Regions from separate parts of the Ovis aries genome. Here region 1 is linked to region 2. A link is a contact called in public Hi-C data. All regions are on one chromosome and are shown on one strand. Each heading gives the region's core, a stretch centred on a gene start, on an enhancer-like site or on the middle of the called end of the contact. The rest is flanking DNA. Distances are from core to core; before and after follow the strand shown.

Region 1 (2,700 bases), core at 191-2,690, 82 kb before region 2:
TGGCTCAGACGATAAAGCGCCCACCTGCAATGCAGGAGACCCAGGTTTGATCCCTGGGTTGGGAAGATGCCCTGGAGAAGGAAATGGCAACCCACTCCAGTATTCTTGCCTGGAGAATCCCATGGACAGAGGACAAAGAAATTTGCATAGGTAGCCCCAAGCAAATTCCTCTTTTCAACTTCTACTAATTAGATGAAGCTAAAGCCTGCAGTGGATTCTTTCTTATGTCTTTTACCAGAGATTCACAAGGATGTGGAATTGGGGGGATGGATTCTGGGATTATCATTTTTGCAGATTTGCTTTCCTAATTTTTGTGGAAAATAGCAGGCAGTGCCCAGGGATGTCACTGAGTGTCACAGGAAAGGGGCACAGGCTTTACAATTCCCATGACTAATCCCTAGAGGAGGCAGTCCTCTCCCATAGATATTTGAATAGTGACTGAATTCAAGTTACCAGCTAAATTGCAGGACTCTTCCATTCAGGAACCTTACCTAAACACCTTTTGTGAGATTTTTTTAAAGAGATAAAATTATCTTCAGGTTGTTTTTTTTTTTTTTTTTTCCGTCTCTTCTTCTTATTCATGAACATATAATCAGTGCCAGGCTTGTTGCAGGGAAGAAAGTGAGCTGTGAGAGGTTGGTCACATCCCAGGTCTCAGGTGAATCCCTGGGATGGCTGCCAAGGGTTCGTTCTTGGCTTTGTGCAGGAAAGAATTCAAGAGAGCACCTTAGTAAAGAGAAATAAGTTTATTCAGGGAGATACATACTCCACAGAGTGTGGACCATCTCTGAAGGCAAGAGGCACCAGGGTATGGTATTGTCAGTTTTTATAGGAGTGGGTAATTTCATAGCCTAATGAGTGGGAGGAGTATTCAGCTATTTAGGGGAAACGGTGGGGATTTCCAGGAACTGGGCCACTGCCCACTTTTTGACCTTTGTGGTTGACCTTGGAAACTGTCATGCCATCTGTTGGTATGTCATTTAGCTTGCTGATGTGTTACAATGAACTGAGGTTCAACGTCTAGTGGAAATTGGACCTAATCGGTTCTAACCAGTTTATGTCGTGTCTTCAGGTTATATCTATTCTATTAAAAGTTATACCCTTCCCCCTTCCTGTCTCAAGGCCAAAGGTTACCCAAGTTTAAATATTCTGCACTGATTCAACACCTGGGGTCGTATACTGGAACCACATCCAGGAGAGGTGGCCAGGAGACTGAATGCATCCCAAAGACATATTTTTGCTCAGCATGCTCAATATTTCAGGATCATTTTTTGGCAATTTGAAAGTATTTATTAAAAAACAAGGAGATTTTGCATTTTTAAAGCATCAGCTCTTTTAGTTTCTCTTGAAAAATGTGGAAGCTCTGCCAACTCTAGGCACGCAGTCTGACCTGAATCCTCACAGGGCTGGAGCTGAAGAGTGACTGCCCTGCATGACAGAGCATGCACCCCTTCTCTCACCTCTGATCCACCACTTCCTCTTCTCCGCCAGGCACAGAGGCAGGCTGTCATTTGTGCTATTTCATAATTCAGATGACTATGCGCTCTCTAGTTTGCCACAAAGACTAGCGCACAACACCCATTAGATTTATTTCAGTTGCCTACCTGGCTCCTGCTATCACTAGGTCTGTGTCTCTGACCCCTACTCTAAGGACACAAGGCTGGTCTTAGACATGGACAGGGTTTGTAGCTGCCAGCACCAATCCATGAGACAGGTTGCCAATACAAAGGCCCTATGCCTCAAAAATAGCTTTTCAGGGACCTACCTGCCTGAAATTCACACTATCATTCACTTCTTAGGTTAAAGAACATAGCCTTCCCCTTTCAAAATGAAAGCATGTGAAGTTGGGAGGGACAGCCTATTCTGCTGGTTTCCAGGAACACGAAGGGGAGAGGGTCTGTAGCAGAAGGATTTTGGAAGGGGTGTTTAGGATGGCTAACATTGTTCAAGTCACTTAGCTAGTCTCCAGCAAAAGGAAGAGAGAGCATGTAGAGAATAAGTCACAGCATGAGTAAACTTTGCTGAGAGGAGGCCAAGAAGAAGGGCTCAGCAGAGCCTGAGGACACACCCAGGGTGGCAGGCGCTGGTGGCCCTGTGGGTGGAGGAGGAATGAGAGTGCAGAAAAACATCTGCCTTTTGTGGCCAGTGGGTCCTTCAGAGAAAGAATGAATTCGTTCTTTAGAAAAGATGGCTGGGTTGGCTGTAACTCACAGGTGGTGTGAAGGCTGGAGCTCTATAAACAGATCCTCTCGCAGTTACCAGAAGCTATTTTTGATCCTCGCAACATCATATGCCGGGCAGACAGTGCCCCTGTTGGAAAGCAGAGTCAAGCGACAGGGAGAGAGTTTCTGTGTGTTTTTTTTTTTTCCATTCCAGCACACCCTGAGCCACCCCTTCACCCTTCCCATCCTGCAAGCCTGGCATCTACTAGCAGCAACCCCTCCCCAGCTCCCCGGAGCCCAGAGTGGTCTGTGGAAAGCCAGGTGGGATCCAGTGGCCAGGCAGCTGCCCAAACTATCCTGTCCACCACTCCCAGCCAGCTGGGTTCCAGGACTCTCCTGCTTCCATGGCTTCTCCCCTGTCACAGGCCTCAGGCATAGGCAGCTCTTTCTTGCTTCTCTCTCTCTCTCTCTCTCTTTTTTTTTTTTGACTGCACTTCACAGCATGTGGAATTTTAGTTCCCAGACCTGTGATTGAACC
Region 2 (2,700 bases), core at 65-2,564:
CAGGAGAGAGAGCACTCTGGGAGCTGGGTGGTGGGGGCTGGGGGAAGTGCAATTTCATGTGGGCTTTGAAGGCGGGATAGGATTGTTTACCAAGATGTGGGGGAGGGCACTGAATGTGTGTCTGCATGGGTAGGGGGCTAGGGGGCGGCTGCATCGATGCAGAACTGCATGGGGATTAGGGATAGCATTTATTGAGCACTTTTTATGCACTGGCTACACAATTCAATTCATGTAAATGTGTATAATCCTAGGAATTAGATAAAAGATCACTGATAACTGTTTGGTTGAGAGAGGGAAACTGAAGTACAGAGAGGTAAATTGCCCAAGGTGACACAGCAAGTAAATGGGATAATTATTAGTAGTATCCCAGAGTCGTCAAACACTTGGCTATTCTACCTTTGAAAGAGAGGAATTTGTGCCTCAGGCGAGGGAGCTGGCCTGGCACTAAACACAATCATTTTGCAAACACAAGACCCTCTAGGCTGAACTCCCAAAGAAGTTCGGTATGGATTGGTGGTTTAGTTGCGAAATCGTGTCCGAATCTTGGGATACCAAGAAATGTAACCTGCCAGACTCCACTGTCCTGGGATTCTCCAAGCAAGAATACTGGAGCGGGTTGCCATTTCCTTCTCGATCTTTCCGTCCCAGGAATTCAACCTGGTCTCCTGCATTTGCAGGCAGATTCTTCACTGACTTAAGAGGGAAGATTTCTGCATGGATTAATGAAGCCTTTTACTGAGTGCTATCATCTCCTTCTTACCTCCTTGAAGACAGGAACTTGAGGTCTCAGGCTACAGTCATCACCAGAACTCCAGTTTTACCCTTAATGTTACTGTGCGGAGGATTTAACAAAACACCGACAGAGAACGAGTGAGCTGCTGAATCGATCCTTGTTTGTTGTTGTTCTTTATTAATTAGCACTTTGAGAGCATCAGGCCCTAAGGTGGATGCTGTCTGTGCAAAGCTACCTGGCTCTGAGGCCAGGTGGGGGAAAACCAGACCTGGAAAGGTCGGCAGGAAAATGGCTGGCAGCCAACATCAGAAGGTGTTTCCCAGGCAAGGTGCCTGTTTTTTTTTTTTTTTTTCTGGCTATTTCCCTGTTTGTGAGTTTTCAATAGATACTAAACCAACACAAAGTGGATTTTGAAAAGGTCTTTTTCCTGTTTTCTTGCCCAAAGAAAAGCAAATCCCAGTCTATAGGTAGGAAGCAGCAGGGAAGAGGGGGCCCTGTTTCTGCTAGCAGCCCTTGTCCAATTCTTGGGCCCCTCCACAGCCTGATGGGCGTTTAAGTGGCAGGACTCTCGGCCAAGCGCAGGTTGGAAACAGCTGCTCCGTCGCAGGGCGGGAGGACGGAAAGAGGTCTGGGGAAGCTTCTTTTCCTCCATCTTTTCCTCCAGCTAGAGTACGATTGAGCTTGAAGGCGTGGCAGGAGAAAGGGGAGACGGAGAGCCTGGAGAGGGAGTGGCCGGAGGCTAGATAGAGAAACATCGGAGCACAGCAGGAGGGAGAACGGCCGGGCAAAGTAGGAAAAGAAGCCTTGTCTAGGACGGAAGTGGAGAGTAGGGCTGTGGCTACAAAGGTGGAGAAGATGCCGTCTTGGCCCTGCCCAAGTCTGCTATTTCAGGGAGGTCTGGAGGAGAGGCGAAGAGTAGGTCACACCCAGCGGACCTCCCAAAGCCCAGGGGCTTATCACTAGACAGGCTCGTCCATTCCCCCAAGAACTCAGCGAGGGCCGGCTAAACGCCTACTAGGTGCCCGGTGTCCAAGGAAGCGCCCTGGAGAACCGGGGCGCAGGAGGCGGAGTCGGTCCAAACGGCTTCGCGGAGGAGCGAATTCCGTAGTCGGCTGTGCCGGAGGGTAGCGGTGCACGCGTGCGGGCCGGGCGAGCGCAGAACGCGAGGCAGGCCGGGGAGGAGGGGAAGGAGGCGGGGATTGAGCCCGGGGGAGGGAGGGGGGCCGAGGCACCGAAAGGGGGAGTGGGAGGTGTGAAGAGTGCAGGCGGCTGGGGGGCGGGGAGGCCGGAGAGGGGAGGCGGCCGGCGGGGTGGCCGAGGGCGTGAAGTGGGGGGCCGGCGAGGGGCCGAGCCGGGCGGGAGCGGGGAGGCGGCGGCGAGGGGGAGGAGAGAGGGAGGGGAAGAAGGAGGAAGCGAGCGCGGCTGCTGCAGGGGGAGGAAGATAGGGAGGAGGAGCCGTGCGCGGCGGCCGTGGCGGCCGCCGGGGGAGCCGAGCGCCGGGGCGCGGGGAGCCGAGCGGGCGCCCAGTCGGGGCCGAGGGCCGACTGCCGGTGAGTGGAGCCCCGCAGGGCGCGGCGACCCGTCCCTGGGGCCGGGCGGGAGGCGCGGGAAGCTGCGGCGCCGGGGCGGAGGGAGGGGGCCGGCCGGAGCCCAGCCCCCGGCTGGCCCGGCCTCCCGCCCGCCTTTCCTCCCTCCCTCCTGGCTTCCTCCCGCCGCTGCCCGCGCGAGGGGGGCAGGTCCCGGGCGAGCCGCGGGCTGGGGGAGGTGCTGCCCGGAGGGCGGGCGTCTGGGGCCGGGGGGTGGAGCTGGGGGCTCGGGGGTGTACCCGGGGGCGGGAGGCTGGCCCGGGACGGCTCTAAATTGGCTCGGAGGGGCCCGTCGGCGGCGAAGTTGCTCGCTGGGGGCAGAGACGGCCACGCGGTTGCAGGAGTAAGCGATCCCCCTGTGGCGAGTGCGTGAGACGAGGA

What was found. Hi-C and Micro-C count contacts between places; a contact is called where the count stands out from the background.
Region 1: a Hi-C map of blood shows a contact between it and region 2, with 2.5 times the contacts expected there. The contact joins the enhancer-like site here to the promoter of TMEM164 in region 2. A contact is called at or near these places in 2 of 16 Hi-C or Micro-C datasets (both in blood).

Annotation. Positions count from the first base shown.
Region 1 is chrX:125,353,156-125,355,855 of ARS-UI_Ramb_v3.0, reverse strand. No RefSeq gene overlaps it. Among named protein-coding and RNA genes, the nearest start is that of TMEM164, 82 kb to the right of the region's middle. Within about 2 kb of position 1,440, at least 4 of the 54 cell types and tissues checked have an H3K27ac peak or open chromatin away from gene starts, as enhancers often do.
Region 2 is chrX:125,271,165-125,273,864 of ARS-UI_Ramb_v3.0, reverse strand. TMEM164 (transmembrane protein 164) reads left to right here and starts at 1,314. Exons shown (of 6, transcript XM_060408068.1): 1 at 1,314-1,648. The coding sequence starts at 1,589.